Linked DNA regions of Arachis hypogaea: region 1 is linked to region 2. The links are chromatin contacts, called in public Hi-C maps. All regions are on one chromosome and are shown on one strand. The core of a region is the stretch at or near the end of the contact, and the rest is flanking DNA. Distances in the headings are between cores, read along the strand shown.

The links. A called contact is a pair of places that touch in the nucleus more often than the background predicts.
Region 1: a contact with region 2 is called in a Hi-C map of an unstated tissue, with 2.2 times the contacts expected there. The contact joins the promoter of LOC112790442 here to the promoter of LOC112790430 in region 2.

What each region holds. Positions count from the first base shown.
Region 1 is chr3:43,191,729-43,194,461 of arahy.Tifrunner.gnm2.J5K5, reverse strand. LOC112790442 (pachytene checkpoint protein 2 homolog) reads left to right here and starts at 1,409. Exons shown (of 14, transcript XM_025832852.3): 1 at 1,409-1,657; 2 at 1,748-1,811; 3 at 1,929-2,035; 4 at 2,671-2,733. The coding sequence starts at 1,471.
Region 2 is chr3:43,045,158-43,048,078 of arahy.Tifrunner.gnm2.J5K5, reverse strand. It overlaps LOC112790430 (phenylacetaldehyde oxime monooxygenase CYP71AN24), which reads right to left and starts at 1,644. Exons shown (of 3, transcript XM_025832836.3): 1 at 1,074-1,644; 2 at 204-638. The coding sequence starts at 1,583.

The DNA.
Region 1 (2,733 bases), core at 160-2,659, 150 kb before region 2:
AAGCTAAATCCACTAATACTATAAAATTGTAACTAAATTAAATTGACTAACTAAAATGGTTTGCATATAAAAGATTTAAAATAGTACTCACATCGAAGTCCCATCAAGTCAAATCGTCATCGATGCGATGGGAGGTGGTGGAGGGGCATATAGCAGGAATCCACGGGAGGATTCCAGCACCGCGGTGTCTATCGCTAGAGGCGTGGTCGTCGAGATAGTGCGCTGCTGAGCACTGGAGATGGTGGAGGAGTCCACTCTGATGAAGCAGACAAACAACTTCCTGGTTGCAGAGATGGCGCAACAATAAGAGCCATGTAGTTGGGGTTAGGGATCATGATGAACGGTTGATCCTGTGCACCCATTGTCTATAACGTCATAGGGGTAGTCGGAATAGAGGGAGACGACTGAGAAGTCCCAAGAGTACCAGTAGAACCCCTCTCTCTTTAAGCCATTTTTACAAAAACCAGCAATATGTACATTTTAATCACAAAAATCAGTAACAATCAACACATTATTAATCACAACTTCAAACTAATGGACGTAATCAACAACTAATCTATCTAACATCCTATATTATAATCTAATCAACATAGAAAATAATGGAGTTTGAATAATGATAATTGGAAAGGGGGTGCTACATGGAGGGAGAAGCGACAATTCGGCGGCACATCGGCAGAAGCGGTGTTTTGTCGGGGGGACGAAGAACAATCGCTGAACGACGAGGGGGGTCATCGGAGGGGGCTGCCAGAGAGAATGTGGATGAAGAGATGAGATGGTGTAGAGAGAGTAGGAGACGAGAGGGTAGAGCAAAAGAGCAATTCGAGATGAGGGGGAAGAGAGTTTGTGGTTCAAATTTAGGGCACGATTACCATCGGATTTATTGATGGAAAAGTCCGCCGATAAATCTTCGTGTATGACTAAAATGCAATGTCTCACTAATCCAGGTTACCGTTGGATTTATTTCCCTGTAAATCTGACGGTAAACGTAGCGCCAATTTTTTACCTTTTCCCTCTATTTATTACCGTCACAAAAGAGAATCCGACGATAAAATTTGTATCTGGCGAATTTATTATCGTATTTGCCGGTAAAGTCGTCTCTACTCTATAACGCTAAATCCGACGGTATTCAACGTTTTTCTTGTAGTGTAATCAAAATTAAACTCATATTTTATTATTTATTAGAGTTTAATTTTGATGCATTGACGGTGTATAACGTTTTACGGAATCGTGTAATTACATCCGTTCTTTTGAATGAGCATTCACATAATCATTGTAAAAAATAGTTATTTTCACTAATATGATATTAAGTAATTAGATACATGTGTAAAATTACTTGACATTAAAAATGCATCAAAATTAAATTTATTTATTATTATATTTTTCTTTAATAAAATATATTATTGGGAGGGTTTTCGTTTTCCCGCCCATTGCTTCAATTTCCAATTTCCTGAAACATTTGTTCCCAATTTCATGAACCTCACTTCTCATTCTTCACACAACACAACAATGGCTGCTGCGACTTCTCCCACTGTTCCTATGGAAGAAGAAGATGACGTCACAGCCACAGCCACAAACCAAAACCTTCAAACTCATCAAAACGGCGTCGTTCCTTCCTCTCCCATGATTCCCGTTCCCGACGACAAGATCGTTCTCCCTGGTTCCTACTTCTTCCACTTTCCCTCTCATTCCTTCTCCTTGCTTTTTCCTTCTTCCCATTTTCTCACCATTTTCTTTCTTCGTCTTTCAGTTGAGGTCTGCTTGAAGCCTTCCAGCACTGCTTCTATCCGTGACGTTCGTTCCGCTATCGAAAGGCACACGCATTTCCCCCAATTCCCCTAATTATTTCTTTAATTGAGTTTCTTAAGCTTGAATTTGCTCTTGTTTTGAGTTTAATTCGGAGAAGATTACAACTTTTTTCTCGATTTCAGGATGCTTGAGAAGAGGAGTTTGAGCTATTGTGATGGCCCCATTCCTCTCCCCATGGACGAACCCTTTCTCGCCGACAACGTCCACAGAATTTGTATTTGTGACACAGGTACTACCCTGTTTTGTCTTGATTTGTTTATTTATTTTATTATTGTTATTAGGAGTTAGGACATCAAATTAGTTATTTATTTACTGTAATTGTTATTGTTGTTAACTTGTCATTAACACCTTAAATGTATTAGCTACGGCAAGCTTAGATAATGTTAAATATAGTTAGCCTAGCAACTGTTTGATATTTTGTTCGACTAGCATTGGATTGGAAAGTTCTCAAATTGTTGATTGTTTTTGTGAGAGGTTTTCGACGAGGTGCCAATGCTGAATTGCAATTTCAAAAATGGTATCAAATAAGTAATTTCAAAATATTAAACAGTTATAGTTTGCTATTCATAACCGTAGCTAATGGTTTGATTGCTATCATTTTGATGCTTCGTGTGTGAATTTTATTTTTGTTTTTGGTATTGTTGTCACTCTGAAATTCAGCAAACTTGGTTTCTCAGTGATTTGAGTGTTTTAGCATGACAAAATGCTGGAATATTTTTGTATTCAAAGGACTAGAACATTGAAATTCGCCTCTTGTGCTTTTGAAGCTATCATTTCCTTTAGATTTGAGAGAGAGATCTCTTTCTGTATCTCCAATTCTGATTTCTGATGCTGAAATCTTACTTTTCTTTTTTTCCTTTGTAGATGAAGGGATGCACAATGATAATGTTCTTTTGTTCTGGCAAGTCAAGCCAGTTGTCCATGTCT
Region 2 (2,921 bases), core at 395-2,894:
TAGGGGATTAGCAGATTTTGTAATTTTTAATCATCAATTAGCCATCAATGATGTTTTTAATAGTGGAGATTGCATCTAATGGTGTAGAATCATTTAATTTCTTTTTAATGGTTAAGTATTGGTCAAAATTGAACAAAAGTACTGGTCCTATCACTCCTCTTTATATATTATATTGTATAAAGAAGCAATTGAGAGAAACTAACCACTAAGATTGCTTTGAGATTATCATTGGTGAGTTGAAAGTCATGCACACCATCTTTTTGAACTTGGAGTAGTATATCAACAAAATCCATCTTGTCTAATTGACCCTTTTTAACATCCTCTTTCTTCATCATTTTCCTCCTATGTTCTTCAATCACCTTATCAAAGAAAGCATCTAATGCATGAAAAGTGGCCTTGAATTCTTGTATTTGGCCAGTGAGAAAATCAAGCCAACCCAAGAAAGGGAAGAAATCTCCCACACTAAAAGCAGCCAATTCTCTCATCATCTTCCTTCCAAGCTCTCCAAAGCTGCCACTACCATCTGGATTATCATACTTTTGTCCAAGAACACATCTTGACACTATGTTGTTTGATGTTGCAATTATCAACTCACTAATATTTATAGAAAATCCTTTCCTTGCACGTATGGTATCAACCTATATAACCAGTATTAGATACAATATGTTTTATGCTAAAAAATTTTTCAATATATTAAGATCGAATTCTAAATTTTTTTGTAATAGAAATTTTAATATTATATTATAAAACTAATTTTACAAAAATTTAAATTGATATAAAAGTATACATAAATTATTAAATCTCAAACATAAAAATAAATATATAAAAAGTTATTGAATAAGTAGAGAATATTAACTATTATGGACAAAATTAAATTTTAGTTTTTCATCTTAAATTTTTTAAATATAATTAGTCCTAGCATACAAGATACTCGGCAAAAATTAAATTTCTAGACTGAGTAATATATAATAAAAAAAATCTTATCAAAAAGTAATAACTAAAAAAATATATAAATGCAAATCCAAAGCATGAATAACATATATTAAAAGTATTTGTAAATCATAGGTACCAACCAATTCCATAATCTCTTCTTCACGAATGTATTTAAAAGACTTCACTCTTTTGAGGCTTAAAAGTTCGAGAACACAAATTTTTCTTTTTTGTCTCCATTCTTCGCCATAGGGTGCGAAAACGACATCGGAGCATCCATAGAGAATGATTTTTCCAGATGTTGTTTGGGGCTTGTTGGAGAAAGCAATATCATGTTTCTTGATGATTTCTTCGGCCACCTCGGCCGAAGAAACCACAATGGCTGGTGTTTGTCCCAATTGAAGGAACATGAGAGGGCCATGCTTGTTTGAGAGTTCATGGAAGGATCGGTGTGGCAGTGTTCCAAATTGATGAAGGTTTCCAATGAAGGGAAGCTTTGGTGGTGATGGTGGAAGATTTTTATTATTATTTGGCTTGTAATTTCTTCTTGTGATCTTAAGCACTAGAAAGATGCTTATGAACCCAAAAATTGTTAAGCAAAGAGTTGGATTTGGCTCATAATAATAAGCCGATTGTTTTAGTAGAAAATTCATTGCTGTTTAGTTTGGGTTTCTTGGAGTTCTCATATATTTATTTATTTATAGATAGACACCCATATTGCTTGAACACTTGAAGCAAGTCAACGAGAAACAGTAGCAAAAAAAGTCAACGAAAAATTTTAATAATATATACCTCTTGTAATATGTAATAATAAGTATTGAGTTTAGCTAATATATATTTTAAAAGTACATAATAAAATCATTATTAGTATAAATTTTTTTTATTTTAATAAATATATAATAAATCTATTAAAACTTAAATTTTATATTTTTTAATTTTTTGTTTGATTGGCGTATAGTGTGAGATAAAACAAATATATAAAGTACATAAGATTCTAAAAAATCTATAATGCCCTGATCATCTACCCTTATTACTATGCAAACTTTTCATCTACCACTACCTACTTTTCTCTTCTACCACTATTCATAACCAAAATGTAATAATCCAGATATCAAAAAATTATAATAATATCAACAAAAAATTCAATAATATTAAAAAAACCAAAGATTAATAAAAAAAGAAAAAATAAAACTTTATTTAAAAAATAAAAAAATCGAGAAAGGGACAGAAAAAAAAGAATAGAGATGGAAATGAAACATAATAGTGGAGGTTCTATACAAAAATTAACAATATAGATCTAAAATAAGACAGAAGTAGAAACAAAAAAGAGAAGACAAAATAAAGAAGGCCAAATAACAAAAATGATTAAGAAGGGGAGGTGGAGATGCTATGACAATTTAGAAGGCAATCGATACGAATTTGTATTAATAATAGAGAGAATTAGAGATAATCAGAAAGAATAGGAGAAAAATTTCTAGAATTAGGGCAAAAAAAAAATTCCTATTACATTATGCCTATCTTACATTATTACATTATATTTTTATTTATAATATAATTTTTAATTAAACTAGCCTAATACTAATCGTATCATCAGTGATGTAGCTGCAGATTCACTCCAATGTCTTTTGTGTCTTCTTCGATAGAGGAAGTTTGGTTGGCAGTGAAAGGAGATGGGAAAGAATGGTGGGAAGAAGAGATAAGAAGGGTGTGAACGAGAAGAAAATAGAATGACAAACTTGAAAAATAAGAAAATAAAATGAGAATAAATTAAAATTATCAAAAAGATATATCTCATTTTAATTTTTGTGTTCCAATTTATCAAAATATACTAAAATTTTGTGTATTTTGTATCAATTTGTATGGCACCGTATTATTAAAAAATTTGTCGCTCAACAATTACATGATAAACATATATCATTGTATCTATATATTTTAGGTAGATGTATTCACTAATCAAATGGAATTTTATGACACATATTAACTAAATTAAA